Linked DNA regions of Sus scrofa: region 1 is linked to region 2. Evidence: chromatin contacts called from public HiChIP or PLAC-seq data. All regions are on one chromosome and are shown on one strand. The core of a region is the stretch at or near the end of the contact, and the rest is flanking DNA. Distances in the headings are between cores, read along the strand shown.

What was found. HiChIP or PLAC-seq counts read pairs in DNA pulled down with a chosen protein or histone mark.
Region 1: an H3K27ac HiChIP or PLAC-seq map of skeletal muscle shows a contact between it and region 2. The contact joins two enhancer-like sites. A contact is called at or near these places in 1 of 47 Hi-C or Micro-C datasets (embryonic fibroblasts) and 2 of 2 datasets of contacts at active chromatin or transcription factors (alveolar macrophages and skeletal muscle).

What each region holds. Positions count from the first base shown.
Region 1 is chr13:61,493,834-61,497,249 of Sscrofa11.1, reverse strand. The region is part of intron 2 of LOC106505661 (a long non-coding RNA gene); the gene reads left to right. It also overlaps the pseudogene LOC110256278. Among named protein-coding and RNA genes, the nearest start is that of BHLHE40, 32 kb to the left of the region's middle. Within about 2 kb of position 2,024, at least 1 of the 83 cell types and tissues checked has an H3K27ac peak or open chromatin away from gene starts, as enhancers often do. A contact at or near this core is called in skeletal muscle, where this site is marked.
Region 2 is chr13:61,311,483-61,314,920 of Sscrofa11.1, reverse strand. The region is part of intron 41 of ITPR1 (inositol 1,4,5-trisphosphate receptor type 1); the gene reads right to left. Among named protein-coding and RNA genes, the nearest start is that of BHLHE40, 210 kb to the left of the region's middle. Within about 2 kb of position 2,125, at least 30 of the 83 cell types and tissues checked have an H3K27ac peak or open chromatin away from gene starts, as enhancers often do. A contact at or near this core is called in skeletal muscle, where this site is marked.

The DNA.
Region 1 (3,416 bases), core at 775-3,274, 180 kb before region 2:
CCACAACCTTGACCACCTCTCATGAACTGAGGCATCCAGCCAGCCCCAAAGCGATGCACCCATCACCCTGGTCAAGCTCCTTAAACCTCCCCATTGAAGGACTTTTCAGCTTGAAGTAACCGCAAAGACACCTTTTATTTCCTGGAGGGGGCAGGTCTAGGGTCATAGCCGAAAGCAAGCACAGTTACTCTAAGCATCTTTTGGAAGTCTCCTGTTTCAAATGAAAAAAATATTGTGCAGAGCTCCCTGATCGTCTAGTGGTTAGAATGCAGTGCTTTCACTGTTGTGGACTGAGTTTGATCCCTGGTCTGGGAAATGAAATCCCACATTAAGCTGCTGCACACTATGGGCAAAATAATAATAATAATAATAAATTGATTAATCTTTTTAAAGAACAAAAAATTGTGATTGTATCCATTTAATATAAAAATGACTTTTCCCCCAATTTTATTTTGAACTTACAGAAAAGTTAAAAAAATGGTACAAATAACACTTATTTTCTTTCAAATTCAACAATTGTTATCATTTTGCCACTTCCTCTTTTTTTCTCTTTACACATACATATGGAAAGATATAGACACACAGAAAAAGCTGTCAATATTTCCTTTTCCCCCCTCTAAACCAGTTAAGAGTTAGTTGAAGGTACTATGACACTTCACCCATAAGTACTTCAGCTTATGCCTCCAGAGAACAGAAACATTTTCCTACATAAGCACAATTTAATTACTATACTCAACAAATTTGACATGGATGCAATAATATTATTTAACATGTAGTCCATATTCAAATTTACCCAAGTACCTCAACCATGTTCTTTATTTTTTAAAATATAATCAGTTTATTTACTCTAAACAGCAATACAGACAAACATCATATAAACACAAAGGAAGTGATGCAGCAACGAGATGCTGGCTGACTGTGGATCTGAGACCCAGGCTCTGGGAGGGAGGAGGCAGCTGGGGCAGGTCTGATTTTCTGTTTCAGGCAGTCGGCTGGAGGCTAAGTGCAGCTCTAGACGTCGTGGAACATGCCCGCATCTGTGAGCAAAGGGGACTAGCTCCTTGGGACTCATTCAAGTATAAAAGTTTATGATGTTACAGCAGTTGAAATTCTGATGTCAATATTAAAATAAAAGCAAGTTTTACATAATAATCAAAATTACAAAAGACTGAAGGAAGAGACCCTGTATGAAAAACTAGACCATTCAGCGAGTGGAGACTGTACCCATGGCGGAAATGGAAAATGGCGCCCGTGGAACCCTCCCCAGGGGACCAGGAATTGCAGGAATGTTAGATTTGCAAAAATGTTGCAAACACATTCTTGCCAAGCCAATCCCTTCTTTTTTATGATGCTACAAGGTCGCTTCTTATGAGAGAGCAAACTTCTTGGCTTGTACTCGAACCTTTTCTTGTATTCCACTCTGTCTTGACAGTAGATCATGTAGGCCTCTGCTTGAGCTGGAGTTTGGGTATTTGGTTCATTTAGAAGTTCCCTTATTCCTAAAAAGATCTGCTTAATCATGATGCTGGCCTCCAGTCCTTGTTCTCCAGGATGGACAGGCACACCCAGCCTTAAGAGTACAGGTTTGGGTGAAGTAAGGACGGCTTGAACTTGCATTTCGATGGTGAGGATGGACATTCATCTTTGAACAGCACCCGTAGTTTAAACAAGCCTCCCTCCCACAGAGTCCCCTTCTTCCCAGGAATGGCGCTTTCCCAGTTCATGAGGTTCATTGTGCCCTGGGGGTTTTTTGTAGGGGCAGCCATGAAACCAAATGGGTGGTCTTTCCTCCAAGCTTTCCTCTCCTGGGCGAGTCTACTGAGGGTGATCCCCGACATTGTGAGTCCCTCTGCTGGTGCAGCCCAGCGAGCAACTTGGACAAGGGGCGGTGGGACTCATTTGTCTTGGGACTTCCCTTCCGAGCCCCTCGACCATGTTCTTTAAAGTGATTTTTTCCCCTGCTCTTCTGGGACTCAGTCAGGGATGACACATGACATTTGGTTGTCTTATTTCTTTAGTCTCCTCTTTCATGCCATTGATATTTTTGGAGCCCAAGCTCTGGTTGCCAAACGTCCCTTAATTTGGAACTCTCTGATTCTTTTCTTATGATGAGATTCAACATTTTTGGATGGAATACTATGTACTTCTCAGTGCATCCCCTTGGGGACATGTTATTGGTGTGCGCAATTATTGGCAGTGTTTATTCTGATCCCTTGGTTAACATGGTGCCTACTGAGTCCACTATTATCACAGTACATTTCCCCTGTATAGTTAATAAGAAATTCACATAAGATCATGTGAATGTCCTGTTTTCCAGCAGCCTTTCCCCCATGGTGATTTTGTCCAAATAAGTTATTCCTCTGGTGATTATAAAATGGTGATTTGGGAGTTCCCTGTGTGGTCCAGTGGGTTAAGAACCCTGACATGATGTCTGTGAGGATGCTGGTTTCATCCCTGGCCTTGCTCATTGGGCTAAGGATCTGGTATCACGCAGACTGCAGTGTAGGTCACAGCTGTGGCTCGGATCTGGTGTTGCTGTGGTTGTGGCATAGGCTGGCAGCAGCACCTCTCATTTGACCCCTAGCTTGGGAACTTCCACATGCTGCAGGTGTGGCCATTAAAAAAAAATAAAGAAAAAGGAAAAAGAAATAATATGATGATTTTTCCATTTCTATCATTTTGTCCTACGTTTATTACTTGGAATTACTCTATTTTTCAAAAAACTTTCCCTCCACTGAACTTTAATTTTTGCTTTTAATAGCAATAGGGACTTGTGGATTTTTAAAAAATTGAATGTGTTATAACCCATTCCTTGTTTTTATGCACTTTAATGCTCATATTGTCTGAAACTTGGCAGGTGAAAGTTCTTTCACACCACCCCCTCTGTCCTTTTGAGATAGCTATATCAGTTTTTGAGAGCGTCCTACTGTCTGACAGAAGATGTTTCAAAACTTGTACTTTCTCTGCCTCAGTCCTGGAATCAGCCTTTCCTCCAAAAGGCCCTGATCCTTCTTCACGAAAGATGATATTTAGAAACCAAGGTACAGGTGGTAGGTATACTTGCTACTGTTGGAATGACACTCCTCCCACACTGTCAGAGCCAGGGAATACATGTATGTATATACATGCACATACATACATATACCCACACATATCTGTAGTTATTTCTACATCTATCTACACATATTAAAAGCTATGAGTTCATGCTCATAGCTCTAATACCACTCAGTCAAGGATTCATTCTGTTCTTCTGTCTTTCCATGTTTTCAACTCCATTCTTCAACAGCAAGAAACCATACAGAAGATAAAATTTAATTTTGCAAACATTGTGTTATATCCATAGCAAGGAATTCTACTCAATAATAAACAGAAATGAGCTAATGCTCAATATAGATTAATGAATGAACCAAAAAAAA
Region 2 (3,438 bases), core at 876-3,375:
GAATCTCGCCCACAAATGCACCCTGGGACCTGTGACAGACGGACAGAGGCCTTCTCAGTGAGCCTCCAACCTGAATCATGAGACTGGAAAAGAATGATGCTAGAGGTGCTGGGAAAACTCCATCTCCAAGAAAGGCAGCCCAGACATCAATTAGGGGGACTCAGGGAGCCCCTTGCTGGGAGCCAGCAGTGACTGGCAGGTGCGCCCCCTCCCCCCGCTTCATTGGGGCTCAGGCTGTGTTACTAAAAAAGGACTGCACCAGAGTTGGAAGGTAACACCTTTGCTCTTCGGTCTTATTTCCATTCTGGATACCTGGATAACCGACTTCCTGCCCTAAAAGCCTGCACTGACCGACTTCCTGCACTCAAAGCCTGACTTTCCCAGGGCATCCAACCCTGAGCTTTATGTCAACAACAAGAATGCTTTGTACAGCCATTCTCAGTGTTTGTACAGAGAGCAGCAGGGGCTCAGGGAAAGGGCTGGACACCCTATACACTTAGCAAGGTACAAAGAGATGAACAGGATGGCTGGGGAATGGGGTGGGTGTAGAGAGGGTGCTGATTAACTTGCAGCCGCAGTTTCCTCATCTGTAACGGAGGGAGGAGGAGGGGAAGTGCACCTGAGGGCTTTGACAATGGGGTAAATGAGGTAACAGGCTGAAAGCCCAGCCCAGGGTCTGCAGCTGGTAGGCATTCTATACCAGACACTTTTCTTCCCCGCTCTCAACACACCCAACTGTGAAAACTCCACTAGACCATAAAATCCAAAGAAAAATAAATATACCCTGGCCTGCCGGGGGCAAGGACGCTGGCTGGCAAATAGCAAAATATCAAACAAAGCCAGTGCCTTCCTGAAGGAAGGCCCACAGCCACCCCAGTCCACTACTCAATCCAACCAAACTCTCAGGTCTAAGCCCCAATCTGATCCCATAGGACATGTGCCAGGATTTTTTTTTTTTTAAGGGCTGCACCTGTGGCACATGGAAGTTCCCAGGCTAGGGGTGGAACCAGAGCCATAGATGCTGGCCTACAGCATTGCTGGATCCTTAGCCCACTGAGCAGGCCCAGGGATTGAACCCATGTCCTCATGGATACTAGTTGGGTTCTTAAACTGCTAAGCCACAACAGGAACTCCCCCAGGACTTTCATTTCTCCCAACTCCTTGGGCCTATTTCATTGCATAGTGGCCCATCAGGGAGCTTCCATGTAGCTGCATAGAACATTTATGGGGTGCAACAATAAAACGTACAGACAGCCAAATGGACGGAGACAGTGGGATGGAATTACAGTGCACTCATCTGTGTAAGAGCAGCATAATATATTATGGCTCTGGGATCAGTGCCGTGTATGCAAGCTGGTTATAGCCTGAGCCAACTTAGTGCCCTTTAGAAGCACTGACTAGGGCCTGGCAGAGGCCATGGAGATCACCTAATCCAGCCTCCTACCTGATGACAAGAGTACTACCTGGGCCAAGCAGTCATCTCAGGCCCTGCTCCCCATCCCAGACCACACTGCTATGCTCCAACCACAGTGGCCTCCTTCAGCTCCTGCAAGATGCTGAGCCCATGCCAAACTGTCTGCCCTAAAGCTCCTGCCCTCTGCTGTTTAGGCCACTGGTCCTCTTCTCATCTGTCAGGTCTGGACTTAAATCTATCTCTTTAGAGAAGCCTCCCCTGACCAGCCCAGGTGGCTTCTCCATGACAGTCTGTACCCTGGTTGTTTCCTCTTCAAGTTTCTCCCAACTCACTTATCACAATCTACCTTTTCCGCCAGCCTATAATCTCATCGATGGCAGGCACTGTGACCTCATCCCAGACTGTATAACAGCCACCCCCATACAGCCCTTGGCAAGCAGGAGGTGCTCCATAAATGTCTGCCATCTTAATGGACACGCAAGGGCCTTGAAAGAGGTGCACCTCTGAAAAACATAAATCGAGCCGAGCTTTGCACCTATGGCAGCTGAAGGTTAACTCAATAACCAGAAGAGCACTGTCTGTGGAAGCTCAAAGTCCTGCCACGCGGGGGTAATGCCAAATGCCAAAGACCAGCTCAAGGAGGCTGATACAGCGTTCTGGCCTCTAGAGGCTTATCAGATTGTGCACAGGCCTCGGGGATGGGTTCAGGCTGGCTGCGGACCCTAATCCATCTAGTTAACTGTTAACTCCTTCAGCCCCGCTGACACCTGCATTATACACTGGGAGGCAGGAAAGACAATCATCTGTGGCCCTTCCATCTCAGAACCTGGCTCCTGCCTGAACTTGATAACTCCAAGCTCGGGGCTGAATGGTTTGCAGGCTTGTGTTACAAGGAGGCTAATAAAAACAGTTCTCAAATACTGCATTCAGAGAGCAGCTAAATCACCATCCTCCTCCAAGAAGCAATGTAATTTTTTTTTTTTTAAGTCCTGAATTCAAAGGGAAACAAGTGGCTTGAAGACATCAGACAGTCTACAGGACTAGCCCCTTTGGCGTCTGGGACATCTTGATGACATATTTAAAACCGAGGCAAGGGAAACTGGGAGAAACACCAAGAGAGGCTGTGACTCGTTCAAAAGGGAACTTAGAGGACTCAGAAAATGCATGTGGGCATATACTTCTCTGTGCAAAGGAGGTTGGCAGGAGTGCCAAAGCCAGATGTGAATGTCACAGAGGGTTTCAGAGGCTCAGGGTCCAAGCTTGTGACCAAGGTTTAATGCCCCGATACCAGGCACCTTCTAATGAGAAAGTACTCTCAACCATCCAGTTAGCTCTGCTGGAAGGCTTCCAAAGGGAAAGTCCCTCCAGTTACTCAGAGGGAGAAAAAAAAAGTTACTTTCTTGGTCTGGAATCTGGGGATGTTTTATGCAGATGTCTCTAACTGAAGTTCCTAAGGGGAAGTCAGCTCACCTTTGATTATTCAAACAGGCTACTGCTATTAAGAATTGCACAACTCTTGGGCAAGGCAGGGGTGGGTTTTGGCTTTTTTTTCCCTGTCCTCATGGGAACTACTTATTCTTTTCTAAGAACACTTCATTATAAATCTCCCTACTCACGTCTTCAAAATGCTCCTGCTCTGGTGGGAAGGTGGCCAACAAGGTAAGGCCATCAGAGCAGCCAGGGAGTAGGTGGGTGCCCCCGAGGCTGCCACAGGATGTTCCCTGCTGAGAAATGGATGCAGCAGCCACTATTTTTTTTTTTTTTTTTTTTGATGTAGGCTGGGTAACCCCAGCCTACAACCTTTAGGTAACAAAAGCTGCCCAAGCTCCAGGAATGATCACTGTGGGACCAACACACTCTCTTGCTTTCCTGCGGTTCTATTATGTGCAAGCTGAGATAAGACATATCACCCTACCTAGGGCAACAGCACAAAGGAGGAATCTGGAAACACAAACAGCCTCCCCCTCTGCAGCAGAGCGACTGACTGTCCAGCTGGCAATGGAATCCCCCTGATTCGGGGGCAG